Regions from separate parts of the Zea mays genome. Here regions 2 and 3 are each linked to region 1. The links are chromatin contacts, called in public Hi-C maps. All regions are on one chromosome and are shown on one strand. Each heading gives the region's core, a stretch centred on a gene start, on an enhancer-like site or on the middle of the called end of the contact. The rest is flanking DNA. Distances are from core to core; before and after follow the strand shown. Region 1 holds the start of LOC100282160. Region 2 holds the start of LOC100381480. Region 3 holds the start of LOC100282667 (actin-related protein 2/3 complex subunit 1B).

Region 1 (4,136 bases), core at 446-2,945:
AATGTGTATTACGTATTATAAATATTGTACCAATATTTAAAACTCAAAAAACTAATGTATAAAAATCAAATAGTGCACTTAAAGTATTAAGGGCAGAGCTGAATAGGGGGATTGTTGGAGAAGTGAAGAAATAGGGGGAAGAATAGTTGAGAAGGGGTATTTAAATATGAATAGAAAGTATGAATGGAGGGAATGTTTGGAGAGAGCTCAAGAACAAGGGACACTGAGCTGCCTACAACACGTGGCCCTTTTTGTCCCTCTTCTTTTTTTTCTTTCGCATCTGCTGGCTACAAGAGGACACGCCCTTCTATTCGCCGTATAGAGCAGTGTCTGTGAAGTAAAAGAGAACTATCCTCCAAGGCTTATTTTGAGTGTATTACTCCTGGATTCTTGAATCTTAGCTGGTATGGTATGGTAAGGAGTTACGTTGTCCAGGAGATTCCAACTTACGGATCCACACTGAAAAGTTTGTATTACCCATTTGTTAGGCCCCGTTTCAATCTCACGGGATAAACTTTAGCTTCCTGCTAAACTTTAGCTATGTGAATTGAAGTGCTAAAGTTTAGTTTTAATTACCACCATTAGCTTTCCTGTTTAGATTACAAATGGCTAAAAGTAGCTAAAAAAAGCTGCTAAAGTTTATCTCGCAAGATTGGAACAGGGCCTATATGGTCACTTTAGAGAGGCATGGAGGTTTAATAGACTATGACATTCGTACGTGGTCACCTCAACAAACTTTATTGTTTGACCGAACCATAGATTGAATTGTGTGACATTGTTCTTTGCTCGTATTATTATTAATAGAAAGTAACCTTCTTGGGTGCGGCCCATACGGTCCTGAGCGCACTAAATGAGGCCTCATTGGCCGCGGCCCATTCGATCCTCAACGCACTGGATAAAGCCAGCGTGGCGTGGCTAAACCACTTCGTTTGGCATGGGCCTGTCGGTGCACTTGCCCAAACCATGAGCTTGTACCAAAACTCGCTAGTGGTAGTGGTATTAGTAGTGAAGAACTTCTGCAACTTCAAACTCACCGATTCTCTCGCGGTCAGTTTGGAAGCTAAAATATCGGTGGAAATTAGAGAGAATTTGATAAGCTAAAATCTCTTTATTATTTAAAATTGAATAATAAATAAATTTTAACTCCTCCAATCTTCTCCGTTTTTATGTCTCCCAAACTCAGTGTACCAGATCATATTCCTTTCATTAAAAAAAAGGTGAACAAAGACGCCACCTTATCCACTGCCACGTGACAGGGGGCCAGGGGAATCTCGGCGGCCAGTGGCGGCACGCCACGCCGGCCGGTCGCCCCCGTCGCTGTACAAGATACCCATGATTGGAGCGGGGCAGGTGCAGAGCAGCAACGCCACGGCTGCATGAGATCAAGAAGCTGCCTTCACTTCGCCCACTGCAGCATGCCGTGTCGCCGTCAGAGTTGGGCGCATATCCAGATAAAAAAAACTTGCCTGCTTGCACTGCAGATGCGTTGTTTTTGCTAACAGCAAGCAGGCAAGTCAGCAGCCTAACCTTCTTTGATATTTACAGAGAAGATGAAAAGGAGAACTGGAGAGCAGTAGTGGCAGTCACTTCACTGGTCAAGCATTCCTATCCACCTCGGCCCACCTCCACCTCCCTGACAGTCATTTTGTTATATAAAACCCATCAAGCTCCCCTGCAAGGAGATACAGAACCCTGCAACTGCAAGCTAAGGAGAGTGTGATCACCAACAGCTAGTGCTAGTCCCCCTTCCTTCCATCCATCCATGGCATGCGTCAGCACCTTCCAGAGCTGCCCCATTGCCAGAAGAGCAAAGATCAACACCAGGTCCAGGGGCAGCAGCAGTAGCGTGGCGAAGGGGTCACCACCACCAGCCTTCCAGTTCCAGTGCAGGGCGTCGACTTTCGCGGCGGACACCAGCCTCCGGCTCGAGCTGGACGAGAACCCCGAGGCGATCATCTCGGGGGCGTGGCCCGGGAACTGCTCCCTCCTCAGCTACGACGACCTCCGCGCCTACCTCGAGTCGCAGGAGACGGCGGCCCAGGCAGACGATCAGGTACACTTCGATCTCGCGGCTTCTTCAGTTCTTGTTACCATTGTTTACATCTCCTCCAGCTCTTGCTAACCCGGCCTGGACGGGTCTCCTCCTCTGTGGATATATACAGCGCGGCGTGGCGCTCCTGAGCGAGACCATGTCCACACCCGTGCTGGTGGCCACAGCAGACCAGACCCTGGAGGACGTCGAGTGCCACTTCGAGGCCGTGTCGGGGCTTCCGGTCGTCGACAGCGGCCTCAGATGCGTCGGGGTGATCGTCAAGAACGACCGGGCAAGAGCCTCTCATGGGGTCAGCACCTCGCTCCTCTCCCTCCACCTCTTTCTTTCTCATGGGGCCAGGGCCATGCATGCGCATCAAGCTGCTAGTTTCTCATAGACAGGCAAATAAGAACGACGTACGTCCGTTCAGTTTACCGGTCTGTTTCTACTTGTGACAGTCCAAGACGAAGATATCGGAAGTGATGACATCTCCAGCTATCACACTATCGTCTGACAAAACCGTGATGGGTAATCTTTTTTGCATCGCTTTTCTTTTCTTTTCTTTTCTTTTCTGTTCATGTGTGATTTTTAACAAGTTGAATCTAACAGTGCATGCCTAACGTCTACAGATGCTGCTGTTCTCATGCTCAAGAAGAAGATCCACAGATTACCAGTTGTAAACCAGGACGAAAAAGTAATAGGTACGGTGAGTGAGTGTCAGAATGCTCACAAGCCAGCAGAGATTAAAAAAAAAAACTGCATGCCATACACTTAATTAGTATTATCCTTAATTATCATTGACAACACAGAGATTATATGTTGCAAGGGCTAATGGGGTTCTAAACACTGTCAACAGGTATAGTTACCCGCGCTGATGTTCTTCGCGTGTTGGAAGGCATGTTGAAGATTTAGGAGCGCAGATACCCATGCTCGGAAGCCACAGCCTCTTGTAAATATGTAGATGTGCCCGGGCATGGTGTTTCTGAGTAGCAGCAAAGAGATCTACCATGTATAGGAGTTTCTCCTTGTAAATAATAGTAGCACGCCAGGAGACTCCATCCCAGGTTCCGTACTGCTTGCGCGACCAGATGCTGTAAACTAGCCAGATACTTGAAGACCAATATAAATGGATATGTCTAAAGTAGTGTTTCGGAAAATACCAGCACATGAACATACTGCGGGGGGGGGGGGGGGGGGGGGGGGGGGGGGGGGGGGCAGCTCTAGGGTTCTCCTCCTTGACTACAAAAACGTGGTTCAATTTCATGTCAGTGCTTGTTCGTTTTGTTCTCAATCCATTTGGATTGGATGAGTTACAATCCCAAACAAGTTAAAACATTTCCAATCCAAATAGGAATATAGGATAGAAATAACCGAACAAGGCCTTACAGTTTCACATCCTTTAGAAGCCTTGCAGCCATAGCCCCACATCTTCTGATTTCCCAATCATCCAGGCTGCCGCTCTTAGCTTCTGGTGACGAGCCGGAACAAGATTCGCTCTTCAGTCCATTGTCTTCGTCTTCCCCCAGATTTGAAACAACCTCTTCGTCGTCGTTCCCATTATCGTCGGTAGCCTCAACCTCAGGGATCAATGGTGCCTTCAGGTCCATCATGTAGAGATGTATGTTTGGATGTTGATATTTCACATCCATCTGTCTCAGAATACACATCATAAGCATATATATCAGTCCCGGAACTGACAGCAAACATCAATACGAGACTTGCGTTGTCTGAAACCACTTCTCCACATATCCATACCTTCGATTTAGAGACGGTTTTCACAATGAAATTGCTTTTCCACATTTCCATCATCTTCTCATGGACGGTGGCCGAACGGATCTCGTATCCTAGCTGGATAGCAGGCAACGGTTCAGTAGTTCCCAAACAACTGCTTTGCAGAAATAACTTCTGAGGAGGACAGGAGGTACCAATATTTTTGTTTTGGGACCAGATAATGCAGTAATTGTCTCCATTAGAGGTTGCAACAGATGCTCTGAGTAAATCTTGAACGTGCACAGATGAAGGAGAAGGTAAGTCACTTTGTTATCACTGAATCATTGATCTTGCTACACTCAACAACAGGCTATTCTACTAAACATCTGCTCAT
Region 2 (4,136 bases), core at 1,000-3,499, 220 kb after region 1:
AGAAGACCTCGTATGAACTCCTTACCGGTAACAAACCCAATGTTTCTTACTTTCGTGTATTTGGGAGCAAATGCTACATTTTGGTGAAGAAAGGTAGAAATTCTAAATTTGCAGTAGAAGGGTTTTTACTAGGGTATGACTCAAATACAAGGGCGTATAGAGTCTTCAACAAATCATCGGGTTTGGTTGAAGTCTCTAGTGACATTGTATTTGATGAGACTAATGGCTCTCCAAGAGAGCAAGTTGATCTTGATGATGTAGATGAAGATGATGTTCCAATGGCCGCAATACGTACCATGGCGATTGGAGATGTGCGACCACAGGAACAACAAGAGCAAGATCAACCTTCTTCCTCAACGATGGTGCATCCCTCAACTCAAAATGATGAACAGGTTCCTCAAGAAGAGGCGCGTGATCAAGGGGGAGCACAAGAAGAACCAGCTATGGAGGAAGAAGCACCACGGGCCCCTCCAACTCAAGTCCGAGTGACGATCCAACGGAATCACCCCGTTGACCAGATTCTGGGTGACATAAGCAAGGGAGTAACTACTCGCTCAAGATTAGCTAACTTTTGTGAGCATTACTCGTTTGTCTCTTCTATTGAGCCTTTCAGGGTAGAAGAGGCCTTGCAGGATCCGAACTGGGTGTTGGCCATGCAGGAAGAGCTCAACAACTTCAAGAGAAACGAAGTTTGGAGCCTGGTGCCACGTCCAAAGCAAAACGTTGTGGGAACCGAGTGGGTGTTCTGCAATAAGCAAGACGAGCACGGGGTGGTGACAAGAAACAAGGCTCGACTTGTGGCAAAAGGTTATGCCCAAGTCGCCGGTTTGGATTTCGAGGAGACTTTTGCTCCTGTGGCTAGGCTAGAGTCTATTCGCATTCTATTAGCCTATGCTGCTCACCATTCTTTCAGGTTGTTTCAAATGGATGTGAAGAGCGCTTTCCTCAAAACGGGCCAATCAAGGAGGAGGTGTACGTGGAACAACTCCTGGCTTTGAGGATGACAGGTATCCCGACCACGTTTTTAAGCTCTCTAAGGTGCTCTATGGACTTAAGCAAGCCCCAAGAGCATGGTATGAATGCCTTAGAGATTTCTTAATCGCTAATGCTTTCAAGGTTGGGAAAGCCAATCCCACTCTTTTCACTAAGACTTGTGACGGTGACCTTTTTGTATGCCAAATTTATGTCGATGACATAATATTTGGTTCTACTAACCAAAAGTCTTGTGAGGAGTTTAGCAGGGTGATGACCCAAAAGTTTGAGATGTCGTTGATGGGTGAGTTGAACTACTTCCTTGGGTTCCAAGTGAAGCAACTCAAGGACGGCACCTTCATCTCCCAAACAAAGTACACTCAAGATCTTCTCAAGCGGTTTGGGATGAAGGACGCCAAGCCCGCAAAGACACCAATGGGAACCGACAGACATGTCGACCTCAACAAAGGAGGTAAGTCCATATGAAGAATACAAATTATTGTTGCAATGGGGTGTATTCTTTCATTTTGTTTATTACATACAATTTAAAAAAATATATGCTATCCCCTCAAAATGCTGTCCAACAACTTTGTTTGGTCATCCCATCAATTTGCTAGGAACAGTAGCAGAGTAGCTTTACTTTGTGAGCAGCTACTAGTGAGAGGGGTCCTTGTGGGTTGATCATGGACGTTGAATCCTTGATGGATGGTTGGATCAGGTATTTTTGTTCTCATAAAATATTCACGCATCATTATAATTTAAATATAAAAGCATAATCGTATAAGCTTAGAGACTGGATCAAAATAATTGTATAACTCAATCCAAACATCTAACACATATGTAGGGGCGCTAATACTATCAAATAGGGATTATGAAACTTGTCAAAAATCTTTTTCAAGTGTGCAAAATGCTTGAGAAAGCAACAGAAATCCATACCAAGTTCATAGTTCATATTTGTGTCAAGTACTAACCTAGAATTTAAATATAATTCATTTTCTATTTTTAATTTTATAAATATTAAAGCTCCTGGGCAGAGAAAAAAAAAGAAATGATAGATCTGAGCAAAGTGCCCAAACTAATGGGAGAAGTATAAAAATCTCTATGCAAAAAGAAGCAATAATGCAAAATTCAAATAATAACAGAAATGAAAATAGAGTTTGAATCCACAAAATTGTCTTTTTATTTTATTATTGCCAACCGACTTAAATTTCCAGTATATAATGCAGCAGCCTACATGGAGTCGGTGCAAAATCTCTAGTCTCGGCATTTCCTTCCTCGCAATATTCTGATCTTCTATCTCCTTCCACCGTTTGCAAGAAGGGCTAGCTTAGCGCACCTCCTTGACGAGGCGGAGAGCAGCGCTGGCGAGAAGGGCTCAGCGCACCTCCTTGATGCGGCGGAGAGCGGCGTCGGCATCAAGGGCTCAGCGCAGGCGGCGGCCTCCACATCCCTCCATCCATGGTTAGAAGCTACGATGGAGACGACGGAGGGCAGCTGCAAGGAATCTCCCGTCGCGCAGACGGTCGCCGTGGAAGGCAGAGACAGAGAATCTGACAGAAAGAACCGCGAGCACCTTTGTGCGGAAGCCCTCTCGCAGGTACGAATTACATGATAAATTTTGTTTGAAAAGCTCTAAGCCTGTGTAATTTTTACCGGCGAACGGCAGTGGTCTAGCTGCCGGGCTCCAAGATTGACGGGGAGTACGACCCCTTAATGCTTGACCTCTTCGTCTACCGGCGTGCCGTTGCTCCGCGGGACACCGCCTGGGAGAGTGCCCCATTGGTCCTCCACGACGAGGGACTCATCACAGTCAGGGTTGGCTGGCCTCCACATGAACCCGAGCAGCCATGGGACCTAGTGGAAGCTATGACGAGGATCCTTGGCCACCATCCGGGCCCAGTATCTTCGTTCCGCCTCCATTCGTCGCTCTCGCCCGACGTGGACACGCTGGGCTGCTGGATGGATTTGCTCTCAGAGAAGGGAGTCGCAGAGTTGATTATCTTCAACTTGTACCAGGACGTATCGACCGCGCAGCTGCCGTTGCAACGTCTCACATCGTACCACCAGTGCGCACGTATGTGACAGTTGATCGCATTAACTTCCATCGTATCCTCGCAGTCGCAGTCGCAGGCGGCAGACAACCTCGATCCATATGAAAATTAGAGTATACTAAGGTTGTCTGCATCAGATTATACATATGATTGTGTAATTTAACACTTAGAATTCTCGAAAGAGTCCCGGTTGCACCGATTCCTCCCACGAGTGCCTAGACGGCATGTGCGCTCCCACGGTCCCCCAACCACGTCAGTTCTCCCAGATCGGCAGATCGTGCAAGCGCATAGATTTAGGAGATCTTTTTATGGTAGTTACAATTAGCGGATGTTGTTGTGGATACGTGTAAGCTATGCTGGTGTGAATCGTAAAATTGTTTGTTAATCGTTATAATTTTATATTGGAATCGGGTGAAACAATTCAATAAAAACAATCATTGGTTGAACTTTAAAATTATATATGCCATAAAAATCATATGTATAACTCATAAAAAAACATTGTACCAGTACCTAAAAACATACACAAGATTGGTTAATGACTTAGAATGTGCATATATTTGTCAATTGTTGGCAAAAATACTATCGACTTATATCATATATAAATGATACTTTTCAGTAGTTACAAGAAGCTTATATCATAAATGATACTGCACATTTCAAGCGTAAAATGTGATTCGATGTATATAACTTTTTCCTTGGTAATACATAAATAATAGATCATCAGCAATTGTACAAAAAAACATGGTTTACATGAAATTTAGTGAAAACATTGACTAAAAATTCTCAGTATTCCGCATGATGATGAACATATATAGATTATTGGGTGACAGTGTTGAATCATGGGTTTCGATCGAACACGTACGCGGGGAAAGAAGTAGCTAGCGTGGGGTTTTCAGAAGGTGGCGACTGAATCAGGGATGAGTAGCAGGCGGCTGCGTACGTTCGTGGTGACGCATGATGCATGGATGATTGGGGTCGATCGATCCGCTACTCGTTCGTTCGTGGTCACGCATGCACGTCTCCTCGTCGAAACATGGGCTGTACTGTACGTCGTCACTGTGTTGAACCGGAAATATATGAGCAGTAGTAGTGCAACAAGCGATGGCGGATGGA
Region 3 (4,136 bases), core at 469-2,968, 170 kb before region 1:
GAACACATAAAGCTGCACGATTTAACTTTAGAATAACCAGGGTAGGTACCCAATCAGATCCTTCTTGTGTCCAAACATATCTGAGGCCAAATGAAAAAGAAAATATAAGCACCCATCTATCCCCTGCCAGAGTAAGAAGCAAGATAGATCTTCTAGAAAATTGCACTCTGATGTATACTTACGAATTTCTATCATGTGAAACTGTTACGATTTTGTTGGATGATTTACTCCAGTCTATCCCCGAAACCATCTGATCATGCTGCAAAATATCAATAGAAATAAAACACTGAATTGCATTCTAATTAGGGGGTACAGAAATAATGTTTATCTACCTTTGACAGAACATGAAGTTTCTCCCACTTGTCTGTGAAGAATTTATAGATATGTACTTCATGGTTGTTTGGACAAAAGGCAATCACTGGAAGAGAAGAGAAGTTTTCCAGACAAATTTAAGATCAAACTCCCTGATAGGTTCAAATGCAAGATAACAGTAACAATAGAAAAACAGAAACACCATGTATGTTTAGCAGAATCACTCTAAAGCTGGCAGTTGCTTTGTTCTTAAATTGCAATAGGGCCTTTTGCATACACCATCATCTATTTTGGGGCATATTTCCTACAAACAATTGTGACAGCCTCCTATACACCATAGGCAACTTCATAATAGAGGAAAGACATTATTTAATCACCCATTTGAAAGGAAATACTTAATACAATCATGAATCACATAGTCTACTCTTCCTACAAGGCTATTGTCACCATATAAAGAAATACATAGCAAAGTCAGGGGTCCATTTGATTGATCCAACCATTTCAGGGAACTTGCTCAAAGAGTCATCTGGCATTGAAGTAGATACCATGCCTAGTTTAGAGTTATACTAGGGCAAAAATGAATGGAAGGGTGTGTCCAGAAGGCACCTGGAGCGAACACCGGTCCATTTTGCTTTATTATGAACATGATGCCAAGACCAGGCCTGGTTCTCATGATGGTCCATGGTCCACATGAATGGAACGCATTGATACCTCATAAGTGTAAACCAGCACAGGAGGTAGCGCAGGTAGCCATGCTTTGGCATCGCCTAGCCACGAGGTCGAACCCATCGAATTTTCGTTTTTGGCTTGGATCATAATGAAGTGCGATTTAAATACGATTGTGCTTTAGCCTAACACGAAACATCCCAGACGCACTGGAAGGTATGGCAGCCTAGGTGGCACAGCAGACCCAGAAAGGGTAAAAGCGAGGACAGGGCAATAGTGAGAAGCAGGGCAGGAGGATTGATCCACCTAGCGATGCGATATGGCCCCGCATCCAGATGCCCAACGGGAGAGCCCGTAGTGCGGGCGTGCGGCAGCCAGAGCGAGACTTTGATCCCCGAGGACGCGAGAGGGCAGCACCGAACAGAAACCCTAAGGAACCCGATCCCCCGCGCGCTAACCTGCGGACGAGCTACGCCGGGCACACGGCGACTGGGCATCGGAACGGACGAGCGGGCGCGGGAGCGAGATCTAGAGCACAAACGGGGGGAGAGAGGAGGCCAGGAGGGGAAGGGCGTTTGTCTTACTCGACTGGTCCGGGCTCCAGGCGTGGCAGGTGATGCACTCGGCGAACTGGTGGATCGCCACCGCCGCCATCGGGGCAGGCGAGGCCAGCGGCGGGACGGGAGGCCGGGACGAATCGGTCGACGCTCCCCTTCCCCCTCGCTGTAGCGCACAGGAGAGGAGAGGTAGAGTGGAGAGAGGCAAAAGGAAATGCTACTCCACCTCCACTATACTACTGTACAGCTATATACTACAGGCCGTCGTTATAGATAGGCTGTCTTTGCTTGCTTTCATTTGTCGCTGGGCACACGCACGAGCGCGGCCCACCAGCAATGGCGGCGGCAGCGAGGGCCCACCGGATGCCCACCTCGCGCAATGCCCACGGGAGAGCAGAGGGCCCAACCAGACCCAGCATGGGCACAAGGTTAGGGTTAGCTTAGGTCCCGTTGGGTTCCTTTGGGTTCTTTTCATAATCCCCTATCTACTATATCTCTACTAATCTCTACTAATCTATATGTATCTATTATAGGCGTCCACACCCAGCTTCACCATGCCCCCGCCGGGCCGCCCTTCCCCACCGCCCCTCGCCTCGGGATCCAGCAGCGCGCATGCCGGCCCCGTCCCCGCCATTCCCGCCCGCAGTCCCCGCCCTTCCCCACCCTGTGCACCAAATGCCCCCCGCCTCCGTTCGCTCGACCCGCTACGCCATCCCCGCTCCCGCGCCCCAATCCTTCTAGCCGGGATGGCCGCCCTGCCCCGCACCCCCTGGGTGTACAAATGTTGCGCGACGGCCACGACCGCGCCCTCTCAAGATGACCGCCCGGCGCATGCTGGATCATGTCCGCCGACAACCGGCCATTAGAAGCTGAGGAGCCCCCGCCCTCCGTCCTCGAGGCCGCCACCCAGCCCCCATTCGAAAACGGTGCCGCCACCTCGCCCCCGTCCGAGATTGGCGCTCGCACCCTGCACCCCGTCCTCGGCGCCGCCGCCACCACCGCCACCTATCACAGCACCGGCAAACTACTCCCTCTCTCATGTGTTCGCTCCCTCCATGTGCATCGCTCCCTTTCTCCAAGCACGAGTGCGTCTCCTTCCCCGCTCGTCTGCTCTCTTCCTCCTCCTGCAGCCCCGCATGCCGCCTCACACCAACCCCTGGTTCATCATCGTGCCTCAAATCCTCTACTCGCCACCGCACATCTCGCTGTCCAAACACATTTCCTGATTTCCTGATTCATCCTCCTCCCATTCATCTTCCTCCAGATCTCGCCTTCGCTCATCGTAAGCAGTAATAAGGGAGTTCCAGGAGGCCGCATCGAGACAGTTGATCTCGTCGAACACCCAACGCGTGAAGGTGAGGCACTTCATCCGTTCGATGTGGCAGCGAGGGGGGCGGTGGACACAGTGGGAGGTGGTGGTGGTGTCCAACGACCGTGGCAGTAGGCGAGGCGAAGCAGCTACCGGTGGTGGGGCGAGAGTGGAGCCCACGTCACATGTTGTACCACGTGCAAGGGGGTTCTTACGCGAGCTCACAATCATCGCCGAGGTGATCTCCTTCGTCATCACAGTCGCCCGAGGCGGCTACTGAGGCGGATGGTGGTGCTTCGAGGCCGTGGCGGTCTAGGTGTGAAATCGTGGAATGGTTGTCCTCCCTTGTTTCTGGTAAGATTTCTGTACCCGGGTTGTGCTTTCTAGAGTTGGATGCAGATTTGGATGATTCTGAGTGGGGCTCGACGAGTTTGGTCCTGTTTTTGGCTCAATTTAGTGCTATTTTTCGTTCAAATTGCTCTGGTTTTGGTTCGGTAGAAAGAGGTTCATGTTCTGGTCCGCTTCTCTGCGTGTTTGGATTTGTTTTGCGCCGTGAAACATGAGAGTTTTTGGGATTTACAAGGATTTCTTTGGCTGATTTGTGTGCTCCATGTCTAGAGTTCCTTGGCGAACAGTCGGTTGGTTTTTTAGTCTGGATTTGGGCATCTCCCGCACGTCTCGATCTTTCCCGCTGTAGTCCATGTTTCCTTGCACATTTGATGCAGGAGGGATGGTTTCTGTTTATGCAATCTTGACGCGCTCAACAAATATATTTTCTCTTCTTTAGGCGCTTGCATCTTCTAGGAAAATGGGTTGGGATTAAGTTTCATGTTTAAGGTACACAGATGTTTTGCTTTCACTAGACCATCACACGTCCTTCGGACGCCCCACAATAGATTGACAAAATTAAATTGGTTGAAGCTTAATAGACAATGTTAGCATCTCATCAAACCAGTGGTAATGCTCATAACTGAGCTAGAAGCATATTGAAAAACACCTTTTAACAACCATCCGTCTCAAGTATTCAAGTGTATGAGACAGTACATTTAAGCGGTCAGCTCATGATCCAAGTGTGTCAGCAGTCAGTGACACGTATGCTTCTATTTTTGGGGTTTCCCCCTAATTCTATTCATCAACAATTAATTGTATGAGTAAGTTTTGATGAATGTTTTTTATCTTAATTATCTTATTAACGTTGAGTGTTGGGTTAGCGTATATATAGTACTAAATCAGCATGTTTTTTAGTTTTCACATGTGTATTCAGAACCAGTCTTTAACTTCCATGCATATGA

Evidence for each region. A called contact is a pair of places that touch in the nucleus more often than the background predicts.
Region 2: a Hi-C map of ear shows a contact between it and region 1, with 2.9 times the contacts expected there. The contact joins the promoter of LOC100381480 here to the promoter of LOC100282160 in region 1. A contact is called at or near these places in 6 of 25 Hi-C or Micro-C datasets (bundle sheath, ear, endosperm and 2 more).
Region 3: a contact with region 1 is called in a Hi-C map of leaf, with 7 times the contacts expected there. The contact joins the promoter of LOC100282667 here to the promoter of LOC100282160 in region 1. A contact is called at or near these places in 3 of 25 Hi-C or Micro-C datasets (bundle sheath, ear and leaf).

The regions. Positions count from the first base shown.
Region 1 is chr4:176,415,363-176,419,498 of Zm-B73-REFERENCE-NAM-5.0, reverse strand. LOC100282160 reads left to right here and starts at 1,695. Exons shown (of 5, transcript NM_001155072.1): 1 at 1,695-2,053; 2 at 2,163-2,342; 3 at 2,491-2,560; 4 at 2,662-2,733; 5 at 2,889-3,170. The coding sequence starts at 1,763. The coding sequence ends at 2,944. It overlaps LOC100280961, which reads right to left. Exons shown (of 9, transcript NM_001153881.1): 7 at 3,958-4,032; 8 at 3,788-3,880; 9 at 3,268-3,681. The coding sequence ends at 3,415.
Region 2 is chr4:176,196,685-176,200,820 of Zm-B73-REFERENCE-NAM-5.0, reverse strand. It overlaps LOC100381480, which reads left to right and starts at 2,249. Exons shown (of 2, transcript NM_001174316.1): 1 at 2,249-2,569; 2 at 2,647-3,201. The coding sequence starts at 2,447. The coding sequence ends at 3,054.
Region 3 is chr4:176,589,907-176,594,042 of Zm-B73-REFERENCE-NAM-5.0, reverse strand. It overlaps LOC100282667 (actin-related protein 2/3 complex subunit 1B), which reads right to left and starts at 1,718. Exons shown (of 15, transcript NM_001155575.1): 1 at 1,563-1,718; 2 at 333-418; 3 at 183-259; 4 at 1-80. The coding sequence starts at 1,632.